Linked DNA regions of Mus musculus: region 1 is linked to region 2. Evidence: chromatin contacts called from public Hi-C data. All regions are on one chromosome and are shown on one strand. The core of a region is the stretch at or near the end of the contact, and the rest is flanking DNA. Distances in the headings are between cores, read along the strand shown.

What was found. Hi-C and Micro-C count contacts between places; a contact is called where the count stands out from the background.
Region 1: a Hi-C map of liver shows a contact between it and region 2, with 4 times the contacts expected there. The contact joins two enhancer-like sites. A contact is called at or near these places in 1 of 484 Hi-C or Micro-C datasets (liver) and 1 of 115 datasets of contacts at active chromatin or transcription factors (embryonic stem cells).

Annotation. Positions count from the first base shown.
Region 1 is chr14:18,961,407-18,964,977 of GRCm38.p6, forward strand. No RefSeq gene overlaps it. Among named protein-coding and RNA genes, the nearest start is that of Ube2e2, 69 kb to the left of the region's middle. Within about 2 kb of position 2,050, at least 5 of the 459 cell types and tissues checked have an H3K27ac peak or open chromatin away from gene starts, as enhancers often do. A contact at or near this core is called in liver, where this site is marked.
Region 2 is chr14:18,374,680-18,377,839 of GRCm38.p6, forward strand. No RefSeq gene overlaps it. Among named protein-coding and RNA genes, the nearest start is that of Ube2e1, 44 kb to the left of the region's middle. Within about 2 kb of position 1,757, at least 13 of the 459 cell types and tissues checked have an H3K27ac peak or open chromatin away from gene starts, as enhancers often do. A contact at or near this core is called in liver, where this site is marked.

The DNA.
Region 1 (3,571 bases), core at 800-3,299, 590 kb after region 2:
CCAGGTTCCAGGAAAGCAAGAGCCTCCCAGGACCATACAGGGATGAGTTTAACTGAAATATCTCACAAAGGGGAGGTAGAACCTATAGAGACCATATCCAGAGGTTCGGCATGGCCTCTCCCTTCCCCTGCTCCCTGTTGAGGGATGGGGCCGCCCACACATCTCCAGAATTTTAACCCAGAATTGCTTTTGTCTAAAGGAAACGCAGGGACAAAGAGTGGAGCAGATACTGAAGAAAACACCATCCAGAGACTGCCCCACCTGGGATCCATCCCACATGCAGACACCAAACTGAAAGGAGCCTGATACAGCTATTTCCTGAGAGGCTCTGCCAGATCCTGAACAACACAAATGTGGATGTTTACAGCCAACCATAGGACTGAGCACAGGGACCCTGATGGAGAGGTTAGGGGGAAGGACTGAAGGAGCTGAAAGGGCCTTATTTGGCATCAATGGAATTGGAGGCTCTTGGTCCTGTTGATGAACCAGTGTAGAGGAATGCTAGGTCAGTGAAGCGGGAGTGGATGGGTGGGTGGGGGAGCACCCTCATAGAAGCAGGGTAAGGGGGGATGGGATAGGGGGTTTACAGAGGGGAACCTGGGAGAGGCCATTGCATTTGAAATGTAAACAAATAAAATATCCAATTAAAAAAAAGATTGCTTTTATTTGAGATAAGGTCTACATTTATGCTCTGGTCAGTTTTTATTGACCAGTGTATAAAATATAAAGTCACCTGGGAAGAGGGCATTTTATTTGAAGAATTGCCTCCATCAAATGTTTGAGAGATTATCTTGATTGCTAATTGGTATAGGTGGGCCCCATGGGCAGCACCATCCATAGATCTTGGGTCTGGGCTGTGTAAGAAAACTAGCTGAGCTTGAGTCAACAAGCTAGCACACTGTGCCCCTTAATGCTGTCAGTTTTAGGTTCCTTCTATGACTTCCTTCAGTGATATGGTGTAAATGTTTAAAGAGAACCCATTCATTTGTGGCTTTTCTCTCACTATGCAGTGGCCCCATAGCCTCTGGCAGACTCAAAACTCTTCTGCATGCATCAGTGACAACAGGAAGATCAGCCTTGAAATTATGGAACACCACAGAGTCATAGACTATGTACTGGGGAGAACGCAGAATTTCAGTCTTTCTGCTTTTGGTGGTGAATAAATGATCCTAGGAGGCTTGGAAATGTGTCCAAGGCCACTCTACTTGTCCTGTGTTCTGGGACATATGGCAGAATCTAAGTACAGTATAAGAGAGATTATGGTCACAATGTAGGGTGGGGGCAAAGGGAGCTACAGTTGTGTCTCCATTGATATTCATAGGTTATTATAACATCATCCAGGATTCCAGATACTTTTCTCAAACCTGTAGCAGTAAATCTTGAATGGCTACTCTATGTCCCTGGTGAGTGTGCACCCACCCAATTGTTCTAAATCTGTCTTAACTAGCTCAATGGCTGGGCACTTCCAAACCTCCCTGCAGCTAGCACACACTCCCCCTCCAGGATTCCTGAATTAACACGTTCTAAATCTGTATTTTATCTTTACTGCCCTGTCTCTTTCTGGACAGCCCTTCCACAGGCCCACTTTCCCTTTGTACGTACATTGCTGGATGATTTCTCTCCTGCAGCTCTTAATTTGATCTCTCTGCTTCTGAGCCATGACAAATCTTCCCTTTTCCCTCTGTGTTTCTTTCAGGGAATCCTAAAAGTTCTGCCTTTGTCCTCATGCCCTGCCATTGGCTTCTGGCTCTTTATTGATCAATCAGAAACCAATTGGGGACAGGGTCCCTCAACATCTGGACATGTAGATTCTAGAGTGATTTTGAGAGCCAAATTAAGACAAAGCATTAGAATCAATTCCCAACACAAACCTTTAAATGTTCTCTGACAATCCCTTGGGGCTTTGATTATAGCACCTAGAAACAGAACCCAGAACTTTGCCCCAATTAAACACATAAATAAACAGCACAGTTCTAAGGCTGACCGATCGCTCTAATCTTGTTCCAGGGTCTGGATTCTTTCCTTCTCCAGACTTATGTAAACACAGGTTTGGCCTAGTTGGTATAGACAAAGCAGGTGGAAAAGCACCTTTCACCCTGCTGGTGGACAACCTGTACTCTGTTGTCAATAAAGGGCAATAGGCCAGGCCTTAACAGCAGGAGGCTGAATTAGAAAACTCTTTGCCTAGAGTCCTCAGGTTTATTCTAGTGTAGAATTGTCATTCTAGTTTGGTAGGTGCTCACACTGAGGTGAAGCCCCAGGTGGGGATGTAGTCTTCCAGCAGTGGCTTTGTAATATTCAAAATGAGTTCAAGACCACCCGGTACCTTCCCCCTTCGAAGAGGACTTTCCAAACTGTCCTAGCAGGCCAAGTGCAGAGCCAGACAACTGGCTGACTAAACAAATGTAAAAACATAGTTTTAGCGGTCAAAATGACTAAGCTTGCAACTGCCAAAATAATATTAGCTGTTCTCAGAGAAAAAACTGTAACAAGATAGCAGCTCCCAGAGAAATCCCCCTACCCTGCCCCACACTAAATTCTGAGAAAGACTGCAGATCCCCTGACCTTGCTAGAATTCCCTGTGATGTTAATAGCTAAAAGCTGACCAAATCATAATAATCTACTATGAGGGCAGGCAAAGTGTGGAACTAGGCCAAAGGGTTACTTAGTCACTATACAAACCAACCAATGCCTGAAAGGGCTACACCAATGAGAACCCTGTTGCTCAAATCTGCCTCTTGCAAAGGTATAAAAAGTGTGATCTTTCTTTGTTCTGGGTCTCTCTTCTGGTCTGCTTGCTGAGAGGGGAGTCCCCAACATGTTGGATCAATAAAAATCCTCATGCGGTTTGTAACAATGGCAGTTTCTATGGTCTTTGCGAGTGAGGGTCTTTTGATGAATTCCAACAGCTTCCTGACAGCACATGTAAGGATATGTTTTCCATCCCAAAGTTGACCAACTCCAGCACTGATACCTGGAGCTGTGCTGACTCCTCCTTTGTTATTCTTGGTCTGCAGGGTGAGTTTCCAACTGCAGCAGCCAACCTTCTACCTGACCCTTCCCTCACTAGGAATAAATGAAGGCTTCATGGCTCAATCCAGTCCCTCTACTTGTCCAAGAACAAGCAGATATGGTCTGGGAGAGTAGGACAGAATCTGTCTTTCTAGTCCTGAATCATGAGCCCCTCTTTGGTCTTTTCTACTGGTGATCTGGGGCCACATTCTCTCCCTTCAAGGGTCCTCCAGCTGTCAGACTATAACTTCATGTGATGGCTGGTTTTTATATCAACTTGACATAAGCTAGAGTAATTTGGGAGTAGGGAGCCTCAGTTGAGAAAATGTCTCCAGAAGACCAGGCTGTGGACAAGCTTGTTGGGCATTTTCTGAATTAGTTACTGATGGGGTGGTAGCCCTCTGTTTGTGGTACCACTCCAGGGATGGTGGTCATTGGTTCTATAAGAAAGCAGAATGTGAGCAAGCCAGTAAGAAGTACTGTTCCATGGACTATGTACCAGCTCCTGCCTCCAGGTTTCTGCCCTGTTTGAGCTCTGTCTTGATTTCCTTTGATGATG
Region 2 (3,160 bases), core at 507-3,006:
CTGGCCCACAAACTGGGAATGTAGCTGGGGCTAACCTAGAAGTTCTAATCCTGGTTCTACTTCCTAGGTAGAGTTGTGGGATCACAAGTAAGCACTGCTTTATGTAGTGCAGGGGATTGAACCCAGGGCCTTGTACATACTAGACAAGCACATAACAGTTGAACTGTATCAACATCTTCTGGTTTGGACTTTTAAAAATGCATGTGTGTGTTTGTGAGGTACACATGGAGGCCTGAAGTTATTATCACTTTGTGTCTTCTGATGTCACTCAAAGTAGAGGATCAGGAAGATGGCTCAGCAGGTAAAGGTACTTTCTGATCTGAGCTCAGTCCCCAGAACCCACATGGCAGAAGAAGAGAACAGACTCCCCAAAATTGTCTGCTGATTTCTACGTATATTTATCCGTATACACCATAGTGTGTGTGTGTGTATGTGTGTGCATTTGTTGAAAAAACACACACAAAATAAACAAACAAACAAAAATATAAAAATAATGCAGTTACTTGATTAAAACATGAAATGAAAAATGACATCAGAAGACACAAAGCTTTTAGGCAGGGTCTCTCACTGAACCCCAAGCTCATCCAGCCCGCCTCGCCCCATTCTTCCTGAGTGCTGGGATTACAGGTAACAGCCATGCCTGCCTGGCTCTTACGTCTGAGGATTGGAATGTGGTCACCAGGCTTGTACAGCAAGCACTTTATCTACTGAGCCATCTTCCCAGCCCTGGTTGGGACTTAACTATAAGGGACAGAGTGAACCAAGCATTGCTTCATGAGAAAGGGGGATCACATAACTGGGAAACCAAAGGGGACAAATCTATCTGGAGGACTCGGTGATCCCAAGTCAAACAGTGCATCTGCCTTTCCCAAGGTGCTTGTCTCAGTCCTAACAGTACCAGCAACAATCCTGTGGTGCCTTCTCATGGAGTCAGGTATCCACCCTTAAACTGAGGACAGTCTGAGGTCCCTGGTCCCTTCCTGGAAATGATAATGGAAGTAGGGTCTGCTCAATCAAGCAACAGGATTGAGAATGGAGAGCAGTTGACTCCACTAGAGGCAGGGTCAGCCCTGGCAACTGTCCACAGCTGCCTGTCACTTCTGTCCAAGGCCCACAGTGCTCATCCCAGCCAGCTTCTGAAAGGCTTAGGCCCAGGGTATGGGTGCTCACTTGGCAAGAAGTACACAGAAGTGCATGTGTACGTCACTAGCACTAGTGCATGCCTTTGGGGAAAAATAGCAACCTCAGGAGGCTCTGGAGGAATCTGAATCTGACAACGGACAGTGAAAACTGCTGATATCACATGCTTCGGACTGTCTCAGGGGCAGGGGGACAGGGATGAGGTAGAAGAAAGAATTGTATTTATTGACACAGCAGGGGGAGACTGCAAGAAAAGGAAGGACCCCCCCTGCCCCCCCCCCCCCCCACAGACCTTTTTAAATTGGCTTTGGGTAGGAGGGAAGTGTCCTTAGGTGAGTCCCTTTGCCATTATAGAGAGAAAGTTGACACCCTACAGATTCACTAGGACTAGAGTATGTGTGCCCAGATGGTAGATCACAGAGGGTTAACTAAGGTCTTGGACCCCTCTATTCCAGTTCCCTTTGCCCTTCGCATCCCACACCCAAGTTTGTACAAACATGAAGTTATGAAACAGCTTGGCCACAAGCCACAGCTTCAGGGTGCCAGGTGAGAAACCACGGAGCAAGTGTGCAGGGTAGTCTGGGTCAGTGTTAAGGATGCCTGCTGGCTTTACACACATGCCAAGTGGACACAGTGTGTCCTAATGCCACTGCAACAGGGTGTCCAGCTGAGAAGCCAATGGCTGACATCTAGGTTTAAGCTGAGCTCACTCAGCAGTCTGTCTTCTGAGTGGAGCTGATCTTTCAAGAGCCGAGCAGGCCAAAGGAGTCATTTTCTTGCCAAGCAGTAGTCAGGCCACAATTCATCTCCTTGGAGCAGTCCTAGTTCCAACTCACAAATGTTTCCTTGGGTCTAGCTATGGCATCCAGCATCTGCCATTGTTATGGTTGGTTTTCATGTCAATTTGCTACAAATTAGCACCTCCTAAGTAGGGACCCTCATCTGAAGCATTGTCCCGATTGCCTTGATTGATGGGGAAAGCCCACCCCAATTGCAGGCCCAGACAACATGTCTATGTCAGAGGGAAGTTGTCTCACCTTCACTTGGTCTTCCTTCTTGCTGCTGAGTTGACTTGCCAATTCTTTCACTGGCAGGACCAGTATTTCCAAGCTTTCATTGTGGAACAGAGAGCAGTGGCTCTCTAGGAACTTTCTGGTCTCCCAGTGCCAGATTGTGAATGCTGAGGTCCCCTGACTTGTGTACTGAGTGACCACTGGTTATAGTCCTCTAGTAAGAGACAGCTATTCTGGGTCTACTCTGGCTGTTGAAGGTATGTGTGTGTGTGTGTGTGTGTGTGTGTGTGTGTGTGTATGTGTGTGTATGTGTGTGTATGTGTGTGTGTATGTGTGGTGTGTGTGTATGTGTGTGTGCATATGTGTGAGTGTATGTGTGAGTGTCTGTCTGTGTATGTGTGTTAGTGTTTATATCTCTGGGTGTGTATATGTGTGTCTCTGTATGTGTGTCTGTATATGTCTGTATATGTGTTTGTGAGTGTGTTTGTGCCTGTGTGTGAGTGTATGTGTGTGTCTGTATATGTGTGTGTGAGTATTTGTGTCTCTCATATACATGTATGTACCTCTGTGTGTGTTTGTATATGTATGTATATGTGTATGGGAATGTGTGTTTTCATCTTCTTGGTTCTGTTTATTTTAGCTCAGTGGTTCTCAACTTTTCTAATGCTATGGCCTTTTAATACAGTTCTTTATATCATGGTTACCCCCCACCATAAAGTTTTTTTTATGGCTATTTCATAACTGTAATTTTGCTCTGAGCAGTGTCTCAGTTCCTAAGACCATTGGCAATAATGTGTTTTTTGATGGTTGTGACCCACAGCTTGAGAACCACTCTTCTAGAGACTCCTGACTGAATCAGCTCCTTTCTTCTGAAATTGAGGGTTTTGGGGACAGACAAGATAAATGCCTCACCATCCTCTATGGGGCCATTAGCAACCTGTTTTGCATTTTTAAACAGTAAATTCTAGAACCTCACTGATATTCCAATTCCTGTTACTTGTTTTAAA